Linked DNA regions of Sus scrofa: all the other regions are linked to region 3. A link is a contact called in public Hi-C and promoter capture Hi-C data. All regions are on one chromosome and are shown on one strand. The core of a region is the stretch at or near the end of the contact, and the rest is flanking DNA. Distances in the headings are between cores, read along the strand shown.

Region 1 (2,876 bases), core at 353-2,852, 160 kb after region 3:
AGCAGATAGAAAGCTACTTCGTGAACAAGACGGGAAATGTCAAACAGAAAGAAAGAAAAAAAAAACTGTAATAACTCTTTGCACTTTATCCAGTTGGTTTAAGCAGGAGCCCGCCAGGGTTTTGTAAATAAAGCTGGAAACCTGATCCCCACGCCCTCTCTCCTCGGGCTGGGGCCCGGTCCCTTAATCCTAGAAATAGCGACCGCGAAGGCAAAGCGCTGCGAGAGTGCGCGGGCGCCTTTTGGTTGCCGAAATGTTAGATCAAAATCGACAGTTTAAGAGTTATTCTTAAAATTCTGAAATGATATATATGTAAAAGACACGAACTCACTTACTCCGAAGGCAAAGTTTTCCTTCCCTGGCCGAAGCAATCAGGGCGCCGAGCGGATTATTTTTAGGGTGGTGGGGGATCAGCTGCTGCCTCCTATCGAGTTTCTCAATAGCACAGACTGCTATGGGCTGGGGCGGACACTGCGACTCAGACGCAGGAAACTGGGCAGAAGCCCCGAGCGCCGCGCCTCGTACTGGAGACCCTCCCCACCCCCGCTCGGCCCAGCTTTCGGCACCGGAGCTGCAAATTTGGGACGCGCAGACTAGGATTTTACAAAATAACGTTCGTCCCCACAATTCATTAGACATTGAAATTTACAATCTACAATTCCGTTATCACTGGAGTCGGCTTTTCCAAAGTTAAAACACGCAAGGTCACTTGCACTTGTAATCGTTCCCCCAGGCTCTGTGTGCGCCTTTTTATTAACCAGATAAGGAAGCAGATTTGAGGGTTTCATCACTGTCCCCCATTGCGGACCTGGGAAATAAAGGCTTCATTCCAGGCAGAGGAACCGGCTGCCTGGCTGTATTCGTGCGTGCCAATGTCTCGCAGGAGTAAGGCAGGCTCAAGCTGGGGCCCCAGCGCCCCGGGAAACTTGGTGACTCGTCTGGACCAGTTGCCGCGCTACGGAAGAGCGAGCCTTAATCTTCGTCCCCGAAAGTGGGGCTTCGACTTCCACGGTTTATAAACAGTTTTCCCACTCTTAGCTCCCGACCAGAGAGTGCAGACATTCTCAAGGAGATAACATGTTTAAAATACACTCACCCCACAAGAACTCCCCCTCAGGACGCATGCCATAAATTTTGTCCCAGGCAACCCTCTGTAATCAACATTCGTTTTTATCGGGGGTCAGCGCTCAGTCAGCTTGAAATAACCATTGTTTTCGTCAACTGTCCTGATCTGATAAAGGATGGTCGGCCCGGCTGGCTGGTGCCTCCGAAGGCTCGGTGCGCGACCCCCGAGGGGCACCGCTCTAGGGCCGCGGGCAGCTGGACGTTGTCCCGGGAGCTGAACCCCAAGCCCCAGCGGCCGCTCCGACTCTGGGGCAGAGCCGCCCCCCGCAGGCATCTCCGGCTGGGAAGGTCGCTGCGTTCCTGGGTGAGGCCCGGCCTCATTGAAGCTGGAAGCCACGGCCGCTAGGAGTCTGCGGGGCCTCGTGGGGCGGCACCCGGGAGGGTCCCTGAGTCTCCCGGCCCGCGGACTTTGAAAACTCTGCTACTGCACCCTGGACTGTTTGCCGCGACGCGGGCGCAGGGAGAAAGCACGCTTGTAGAACGCGGATACCAGGACCGTGGCCAGAACCCTAGGGACCCGGCGAACTAGCCAGAAGCGGGACCAGAGGCTCCCAGCGCTTCTGGGCAGAGAGAACTGGAAATGAAGGGTGCAGATAATGCCCAGATATAGACCCTGAGTGTGCCCACACAAAACCAAGTTGACTTTGGGACTTTAAAAAGATGTATATTCCTACCGTTAAGCTCATTTGTTATGCTTAAATGTCATGCCTTAAAACATTCTTTTTAAGTCAAACTTTGAAAGTATGGAAAAGTATATGAGCCCTCAAACTTCTAAAACTACTGAAAACATTTTGTTACATTTTAACAAAAACAAACGGTAATGATAAAAAGCATGGACTCAAGGAAGCTAGCCTGCTGTCAAATCTTGTTACCCAATTAGTTGGTTAGCTCAGAGACTTTGGACAACTTGTTTAACCCCTCTGTGTATCAGTTTCCTCGCATATTCAACAGGACAAATTAAAAAAAAACTGCTTCATAGGCTTGATGTGAGAGTGAAGGAGATAATCCCTTTAAAGTGCTGAGACAGTGCCTGCCCTGTCAGTAAAAGCTAATAAGCGTACGTGCTATTTTCATCATTTTTTCCATGCATTTGTTGGGGGGGGGGCGGTGGTCTGGGACTGCTGCGTAGGTAAGTGCCCTGGCTAGGGATCACACCCCTGCCACATTTGTAACCCAAGCCACAGCAATGGCAGTTGGGAGTCCTTGAGCGGTAGGCTATCAAGGAATACCTATGAACATTTTATATTGTTGGCAACCTCAAAATAACTTGTCTCCTCATGGTATCTTTCAAAACAATTATTTTCTGGTTGTATTTTGAAATCTTTATAGAAATTATTTGAATGGCTGCATAACATTTCACTGTGTGGCTGTATCTTGATTTTAAGTCCATTTTTCTTATTGTTGGACAGAATTGCCAAATTTTCACTACCATATTTAATCCTATGATGAACTTTTTTATAAACAGGGGTTTTTTGGTAGCAAATAATTTCTTTAAGATATATTCCTTGAAAAGTAATTACATGATCAAAAGTAATAAATGCTTGCTGTAGAGCAGAAATTGGCACAATGTTGTAAATCAACTATATTTTAATAAAAGAATTTAAAAAGTAATAAATGCTTTTAAGGCTGTGGATATAGAATGCAAAATTACCTTTCTAAAAAGTTTGCATTAAGGAGTTCCCGTTGTGGCTCAGAGGTTAACGAATCTGACTAGGAACCATGAGGTTGTGTGTTCCATCCCTGGCCTTGCT
Region 2 (2,851 bases), core at 190-2,689, 240 kb after region 3:
ATCCAAAACACTAAAAGCTTATTTTATTTCCTTCATAAAGGGCCAAGACCTGTGAAGCACAAAAGCCTTCTGCCATTCCTTAAGAAGGAAAGGCAATAGGCTACCTTTCCTGCTTCTGGATGTATTAGCTTCCACCCAGGACAGACAAGGAGACTCTCTGCTTCCAAAACAGGCTTGCAAAAGTAGTGAAAGATAAAATGCATATTAAGTAGGAGATGCCTTCCTAAAAGAACTATTACAAAAGAGGTGTGTGTGTGTGTGTGTGTGTGTGTGTGTGTGCGTGTGCGCACGCGCCCATGCACACCTTTGAAATTTTCAGCGGGATCAAGAGCTTGAAATGATGTCATAGGACTCCTTCTCTCTTCTCCCTTCATCTCTTGTCCCTAATTTCTTTTGTGTGAACATCAGTCTCCCAGCCAATTTCAGAACAAAACCCCCACCACCAGCCTTTCCTCATCCTGCCCTGAGTTTTCAGGTTTACAGGGTTCTGAGCACCCAAAAATTCAGCAAGAAAAAAAAATCTTTCCTTCCCAGATTGTGGGCTCTGCTTGGTCATAGGCCTGTCCCTCGACCACAACTGTGTCCAGGAAGATGAGACTGACCAACTTGGGTCCCACACCCACTACTACAACGCTGAGGATTTGAAACACCCACCAGGTCAAAGAGGTAAAAATTCCTGAAAGGAAAATATTTCTGGGAGTCCAAAAACAAAAACAAACAACAATAGTTGTCTACTACATTAGAAGGGAATAGTTAAGGTCAGCTTCCTAGTTTTTTCCACTTAGATGGGGAGATACTGTTGATAGAAAATGTCGATGGAAATGTTCACAGAAATGTTAACTAGACCTATTGCAGTGATCATTTTGCAATACATACAAATATCAAATCATTGCATTGTACACCTGCAACTAATATGTTATATGCCAATTATGCCTCAATTTAAAAAAAAAGACAGAAAATGCAGAGGTAGAAGCAGTTTGAGGACACATGGAGAGTTGTTTTTAAAATATTGAATTTAAGGTGACTGGAGGACAATGAGGTAATCTCTTGCAAACAACGAGTCAGGGGCACTGCAGAAAGAGGTACACTTCAAATATAAATTTTAAAGTATAAATTGATTTGTGTTAGGGTTCATCAGGCCCTGCAGGGGGAAACTTACTACAATTCCTAAATGGGGACGCTCTTTAGCAAAAGATCGGTCATCTAGATGCACTATTTTAGAAATCTCCATACAATATCAAGCCCCCCAGAAGATGCAGTGCCTCCCGGTTGTGACTGCCTGTCACTGCCTGACTTGGGTTTGCGGTCGCCCTGGTGGACCCCAGGCAGAGCCTAAAGTGTCTCCAGGACCCCACGAACTACCCGCGGACTACAATCCCCAGCATGCCCCACAAGGGTGAAGGACGTGGCGGTGGGTGGGGCCGGGAACAACCACTCCCACCCCACCCCACCCCCGCGGGTGGCCGGGCGGGGAGATCGGGCGGCGCCGAGCTGAGGCGGCGAGACGAGCTCCCGGATGTGGAGAAGCTGGGGAGAAGGCGTGGGAGGAAGATGGACTCAGTGGAGAAGGGGGCCGCCACCTCTGTCTCCAACCCACGGGGGCGGCCCTCCCGGGGCCGGCCGCCGAAGCTGCAACGCAACTCCCGCGGCGGCCAGGGCCGAGGGGTAGAGAAGCCCCCGCACCTGGCGGCCCTGATCCTGGCCCGGGGCGGCAGCAAGGGCATCCCCCTGAAGAACATTAAGCACCTGGCGGGGGTCCCACTCATTGGCTGGGTCCTGCGTGCGGCCCTGGATTCGGGGGTCTTCCAGAGGTGCGCATGTGCGAAAGTGGGCGGTGCGGCCTGGGAGGGGGTCGCGAGGGGGAGCCGGGCCGCTGGCGGGGCAGTGGCTCGTGGGGCTGTGGCCCATGGAAGGGTTGTGCAAGATTCGGGGTGTCCGGGCCCAGGCTGACAGCCCAGGGAGGAAGGGCTCCAGCTTCTTCCTTGTTCCTTGGCCGCTAATAGCCGTGAACTTGAGACAGTTCCTGTCCCCGCCCTTGAGAATAACATCCGTAAATGAGGAGATTTCCCCTACTCAACCGTTTGCGCCGCCCGATTTGACCTCATTGGGTAAAGGAAAGGAGGCCACCCTTCTGAAACGTCTACGATAATTTGTGAACTCCTTTAAACAGAGGCCATTGGCTTTCCCCTGTTGCTCAGCTCCTGATACCCACTTGGTGCTGATCGATTGAGGAAGCATCAGGTTCATGAATGGAGTGGGGTGTTAAGGCTTTTCCAATTTCCAGCTTAGCTTGGCGATCCTTTCCTGACCTTTGGGAAAAAGCTATCTGCCTGTGAGTCAGCACTATCTAGAACGCTCCCTACATTTGTACCTATGTGAGAGACAGTGGGAAAGCGCACCCCTGGACTGTTGGATGAAATGCTTATAAATGGTTTCATTATACCTTTGGAGCCTCGTTTGCCCTAAGGACAGTTTTAATTGTGCATCATTTAGAGGAATGGCCATATGCCATATTGGTCAGGAGTTACAAGCTGATGTCATTCATAAAAGAAGAGAGAGAGAATTCTGTGCCAAGAATGAATTTACACATGGTAATTTCAGCCTAATTATGATTGAATTTGTTACAGTGGAAAGTAAATTATTTTCACCTTTTGATATTTGGGCTTGGGTTTTTTTAAAGAGATGGCTGGTTTTGGAGTATATTCATTACCCTTATTAACATATGGATAAATGGTTTTCATTTAACCGATTTTGTTTCCAAAGGAGATACCAAAAAAGTTTAAGTTTACTAATTTTCTTAATGTTTTAATCCAAAGATAGTACTGGGTGGTGCAAGGTAAACAGGAGCCAG
Region 3 (2,700 bases), core at 89-2,588:
TTCTCTCCTGCAGGAGGGAAACGAAGATTAAAAAACTTTTCTCCCCATTTCCTCACCGCTTCAGTCCTTGCATTAAGGGGTGCGTCTATACATTCGAGGTGACGTGCAAAGCTAAATGCATGATCTTACTCATCGAGTCTAGATAACGCTTAAGTTCTGGGATCCCGGAGAAATTAATTGGTATGAATCTGAACTGTTTTAATATTCCTTATCGCTTAGAACACATAAGGGCATAGCCTTAATTAAACAAAACCAGGAGCCGTCCTGTAAACAGCAGGCTCAATGATAATTCTAAGGTTACCCACGTCTGTTGATTAGTGCAAGGATACAAACGCGCAGCGTCTATGAGAAATATTAAGGCCAGCTGGGTATCAGGATCTGATCTATTTACTAAAGTATTCACATGATATAGCAATACTGAAAGTAAAGAGGGGTAATTCTTTTTCCAATATTTTTAGAAATAGGCAGAGCAAAAGGCCGTGGCCTCCTGAGCAGTATAAATAACACGTTTCGTGTAATTCGACAAAATAATAAGTTATGTGCTATGTAACTTGAAAATCACGAAAAAGTATTTCAGACAAGAAAGAAGTGTGAGTTGCATTTAAGAAAGAAAGAAAGGAAGAAAGAAAGGAAGAAAGAGAGAGAGAAAGAAAGAAAGAAAGAAAGAAAGAAAGAAAGAAAGAAAGAGGAAAAGAAAAAAGAATTCTCCACTGGAACTCTATAACTTGAAAACTTTACGACGAAGGGATCAAACATACAAGCTGCAGGAAAAACCCGGATAGCCTTCGGGCTGCGGATAGAGTTAATTAAAGAATGTGCCCCGAAAAATCCATCCGACGCTTAAACCTCTCCCGTGTTTTGCATTTTAAATCATTTGTGGGGGCGCGGACAGCACCCCCCTCCCCTACCCTGGAGGAGCGTTGAAACTTACAGACTCTGGACAGCTGGCGCGGCGGCCGCACCTCTCCGCACACGCCTCGCGGGCAGGTCCCTCGATGTCCCATCTCGGCGCGCGGGAGCAGGGGCCGCGACTGCCGGAGGGACAGTTCCGGGGACCGCGTGTCCTAGGGAGAAGAGTTAAAATAATAAAAGGTGCAAGTGAATCTGAACGCGGGGAGGGCTGGAGGAAGGGGGATGGGTATAGCTCTTCCCCTCCCCCTGCTCGGTTCTATTCCCCGGCCACTGCCGGTGGCGGAGGAGGGGCTGGGGGAGAGGAGCTGGGGGTGATGCTCCACAAGTCAGCCTCCCAGTTCGGTCTTTGACGCGCCCCAGACCTCTGAGGCCTCCGAAATTGCCCAGATGGGGGCGGGAGGGATTGGCTGGGAAGGCGAGTACTGGGAGGTAGGGAGCCAGCCAGGAGGAGGGGCGACGGAGGGAGGGCGGGGCCTGTAGGACCAGCTCCTTTTCCCAGTAGCTGAGACCCCCTGCCGCCCGCGTGACATGCACGTCTTTAAAAGGCTCCCTGCTCAGGGGAACGAACTTTCTGAGTTCACTGACGTAAAGAGATTTTTTTTTTTTTTTAAACCTGGGTAGATAACTGTGCTACTTAAGATTGAATAAAACCAGATATAGAGACCAGAAAATAGTCTCTGAGACGTCCAGACTGTGCGCACACATACTTATTTACATTAAATTCCTGTCTAGTAGGGGTGATACAAGTGAAAGATGTTCTGAAAACCAAAACCCCTACGTATATTTCTTCATCAACCGAAGCTAGTTCTCAGGGACCAAAAAAAGAAAAAGAAAGAAAGAAAAAACACTCAAAGTTTCTTCCAATAAAATTTTTTTTACCCTAAACAGGACTGCTGTCAACACTTTAGAACTCAAACCGTTGTTCTTCAGTAATTGGTTGCTTTCTGAAATGTTGCAGCTTCTCCATCTTGTCTAGATGGCCTGAATGATAAAACAGAGCAATTGCGCACAAGAAAGCTTATACAGTAAATATCTTTCTATAACATTTTGAAAAGGAGCCAGCAAAGACAAATGTGCTTACTCCCACAGGTCAAGCCTCCTGATTTGGCTCTTGTGTTAATGGAAACTTTAATTCTTGGAAATTTCATGTATTTTCCAAGACTCAGGGCAGAAAGTGTATGGAGCATAAACAATGTGTTCATTTAATTACTAAGAGACCTAAAATTAGTCTTTAATGAAGGCAAATGAAGAACCATTTTTTCCCTTTGTGGATAGATCTGCTTAACCCCTTCAAGCCTGAGATCCTAGTCAGATAGTGGTAGCTGTTCCCTCTACTGTCGTGAATTTTTGAACTTTTACAGTAATTTATGTAGTTGTTTTACCACAAGTGTGTGGGGATCAAATTGTACAGTTAATCCCCTCGTTATTCTGCTTTACAATTGTTTGGTGTACAGTTTATTCCCTGTTATTTTAGCTGGGGGAAACATTTGTTGAACACTTCATAAGGGAAGGAATATACATATATACGTGTGTGTGTATATATCACAGTTGCTGTTCTTAAGAGGTAGACAATTGTAGTATGAGACATGACTTTGATAATAAACTCTAGTACAAGCACTGATGTGATTAAAATAAGAACAGAAATATAACTAAAGTGCCCTGGAAATTCAAATAAGAGATATTAAGACGAGAAAACTAAGGAAAGAAAGCATTGTGGATTTTTTGGCATCTGATCTAGTCTTTGAAAGACCAATGTATTTGCATTTGCAGAAAAGCTGAGGAAAGACA
Region 4 (2,998 bases), core at 261-2,760, 180 kb after region 3:
TCCTAGGTTTGACCCAGCTCTGTACCTGTCCCCCCTCTTACCTTAGAAGGAGTTTTTTCTTGGTAGGAAAACAGCCCTTTGTTGTGCTGCCCATTCCTAAGCTTCCAGACTTATGAGAAAGTCTTACATGCTAGTATGTATTGACTGGAAAAAAAAAAAAAACACAACCTAAAAGCTAAGAATTATATTTTATTTAGTGGACTTTCTAAGGGTTTCCAGCCAGGAGACAAAACTCTCAGATTGGTCTGAGAGACTGCTCTAAAGAGGCAAGAGGTGGAGCGGGGAGGCAGGAAATATAGGAGTTTTTGCAAAGAAGACCAGGTAGTCGGAACATCAAAAGATTACTGTTAATTAAAGAACATCGGATTATCTCAGGTTAAGGAATTTAATGCTTTTCTATGTATGGGGAGATTCAAGAGTCTGGACTCACTGAAATCATTCCTTTGATGTGCACCTCTGCTCTCTGGGACCAGAATCCTGTGTTTTCTCATCCTGTTTCCTCAGGGCGCCCTGTCTGGGGGCAGAGGGGGGCTGTAATGTGATGGCTTAATGGCTGTGACATCCTTTGTTTACTGATTCGGCAGACACTATTTTTTTATTCACAGATGCAAGCAGAGATGCCTAGTATGTTTGCGCAAGAGTTTTCTCCAGTTCCTGAGAAATGAAGAATTACCATCGGAAAGGAACTGAATAGCTGATAATATTTATAGCACAATCTCTGTTAAAAATTGAATGCAACTATCATCTACAGTGTGAACAGAGTTATTCTCATGGAATCCTTTTTCAGTCTTTACAAAAAGTTAAAGAAAAACTCTTCCTGACAGAATTGTAGGTCCACATGGCCATGATTGGTACAAATCTATTGACTAAACTGAACAGAAGCGGCATATAACATACCTCATAAATAGTCTTAAACATCATTCTGTGTGTTAAACTAATATCAACCTGGAATGCTTGCAGCTCAGCTACTTGCAGAAAAAGTCAAAATATTGCTTAGCATTTTGGAACTCTAGCTGAAGAGTTCCATTGCTTTTGAATCATTTGACAAAAGATTTACTTGCTGGAAGCATACATGCTCCTCATGCAGCTTTATATGGGCTGTTACCTTATAAGACAATGTTAGGAGGGGCAAAGCTGGAAGATGCAATATTGTATCAGTACTTTTAAGAAAGTACTAAGGAAAAAAATCAGAAGTCAAGACTTCAGTCCCATTTCCTGTCACACAGTCGGCATATGGGGATTTTCCAGTTCCTTTGCGGTAAAATGAAAGCTGAGAAAGACTGTATTTCAGTTGTTTCGCCAGCTAGCTCAGAAACCTCATATTATTTTCTCAGGCAAAAAGTATAAAAGAGAGACTTTTAAAGTCAGTTCTTTTCATGCTACAGAAATAAAATACAACTGTAGGCCATAGAGCACACAAGTATATTCATTCACCTCTTCTGGTTACTGTGGTGATGTGTTCTTCCTGTTTATCCTTCTTGGGGATATCAGCTTTTCTACACTTCAGTTCCTGGAACTCTTTGACCTCTGTATCCCCTCTCCAACTTTTCTCCATTCCTGATCCTAACAGGAAATGTTAGGGTCCACTCAAGACCTCCTGGAGTCAAAACTGAGAATAGCAGGGCAAGAATCTTACTGCCAGTTTGAATCTGAAGTTCTTTCCAAGTAAAAACTCATCTAAAAGAAAAGACACATAAGCTCCAAAATGGAAAGATTAAGTAAGTTGAAAACCAAAATAGAAGTAAAAAGAACCTTTTCACAGACAGGTGCATGGCCTTACACTGGACAGGGTGAAAGAGAGGACCTTATTGCTTTGATGTGAATGGCATTTAACATTCTTTTTTTTTTTCCCTTTTTCAAGCCACACCTGTGGTATATGGAAGCTCCCAGTTTAGGGGTCAAATTGGAGCTACAGCTGCAGGCCTATGCCACAGCCGTGGCAATGCCAGATCCAAGCCTCATCTGTGACCTCCTCCACAGCATGCGGCAATGCCAGATACTTAACCCACTGAGTGAAGCCAGGGATTGAATCCGCATCCCTGGGACACTGTTGTGTTCTTAACCTGCTGAGCCACAATGGGAGCTCTGCATTTAACATTCATTGGTTAGAATGATTCACCTCGAATAGAGGAAACCCTGGGAGCTCCAATGACGTCCACTATCACATAAAAGCAAAGCAAATTGACCAAAGGATCATACGCAATTCAGGACTTGCCCTTAATTCAAAAAACAGTTAATGCCGCAAGTATTTATTCAGTTCCCACCATGAAAAGGCTGAGCTAAACTGAAACTTTGGGTTAAGCCAAGAACACTTAAGGTCAAAGGACGAAGATCAGCCAAGGGAAATGATCTGTAATAGAATAAAAACAGTAACAGATTCAGTTTGACCAGAGTCTGGGGGAAAGGACCAAAAGGAGAGGTAAAAAGATGAGAGGAAATATATTAGATCCAAACCAAGGAGAACCTTTGATGGCAAGGAATTTTTTATTTCATGAGGAAATAGGAAATAATTGGATATTGTTAAGCGAGAAAAAGACATAATTAAACTTGTGTTTGAAGTAGATGAAAGTGATAGTCTCTGCAGGTTGGGCAATGGGAAAGAGACCTGTTCGAGGCAGAGACATCTACTAGCTGTGAGATGGGCTTGGTTTTCATGGACCAGAAATAAGAATAGAGAAGTTAGGAGTTCCTTAGTGGTTCAGCAGGTTAAGGATCTGGTGTTGCCACTACTGTGGCTCAAGTTGCTGCCATGACACTGGCTGGATCCCTGGCCTGAGAACTTCTTAATGCCATGGACATGGCCCAAAAAAAGAAGAAAGATGAAATGAGAGGGGAGGACTCATGGAAGCAGAACTGACAGGACTTGGGAGTTAAGTACATGAGAGATCAGGAGAAGGAAGTCAAAGCTGAATCAGAACAAAGTATTGTGGTTTTGGTGTGCCTCTTTAGAAGAACATGCTGAGAGAGAGCAAAGGTATTTAGCATTAGAGGAAAGTAC

The links. Promoter capture Hi-C pulls out the DNA fragments that hold promoters and counts their contacts. A called contact is a pair of places that touch in the nucleus more often than the background predicts.
Region 1: a promoter capture Hi-C map of liver shows a contact between it and region 3, with 5 times the contacts expected there. The contact joins the promoter of ABCC9 here to the promoter of KCNJ8 in region 3. A contact is called at or near these places in 1 of 5 promoter capture datasets (liver), 2 of 47 Hi-C or Micro-C datasets (fetal heart ventricle and heart right ventricle) and 1 of 2 datasets of contacts at active chromatin or transcription factors (skeletal muscle).
Region 2: a promoter capture Hi-C map of liver shows a contact between it and region 3, with 3 times the contacts expected there. The contact joins the promoter of CMAS here to the promoter of KCNJ8 in region 3. A contact is called at or near these places in 1 of 5 promoter capture datasets (liver) and 1 of 47 Hi-C or Micro-C datasets (epiblast stem cells).
Region 4: a Hi-C map of liver shows a contact between it and region 3, with 4 times the contacts expected there. The contact joins the enhancer-like site here to the promoter of KCNJ8 in region 3. A contact is called at or near these places in 4 of 47 Hi-C or Micro-C datasets (alveolar macrophages, embryonic fibroblasts, liver and 1 more) and 1 of 2 datasets of contacts at active chromatin or transcription factors (skeletal muscle).

What each region holds. Positions count from the first base shown.
Region 1 is chr5:51,535,257-51,538,132 of Sscrofa11.1, reverse strand. It overlaps ABCC9 (ATP-binding cassette sub-family C member 9), which reads right to left and starts at 1,602. Exons shown (of 40, transcript XM_021092240.1): 1 at 336-1,602.
Region 2 is chr5:51,457,119-51,459,969 of Sscrofa11.1, reverse strand. It overlaps CMAS (N-acylneuraminate cytidylyltransferase), which reads left to right and starts at 1,439. Exons shown (of 8, transcript XM_003126433.5): 1 at 1,439-1,811. The coding sequence starts at 1,552.
Region 3 is chr5:51,694,565-51,697,264 of Sscrofa11.1, reverse strand. KCNJ8 (ATP-sensitive inward rectifier potassium channel 8) reads right to left here and starts at 1,338. Exons shown (of 3, transcript XM_003126434.6): 1 at 932-1,338; 2 at 1-7.
Region 4 is chr5:51,517,058-51,520,055 of Sscrofa11.1, reverse strand. No RefSeq gene overlaps it. Among named protein-coding and RNA genes, the nearest start is that of ABCC9, 18 kb to the left of the region's middle. Within about 2 kb of position 1,510, at least 8 of the 83 cell types and tissues checked have an H3K27ac peak or open chromatin away from gene starts, as enhancers often do. A contact at or near this core is called in liver, where this site is marked.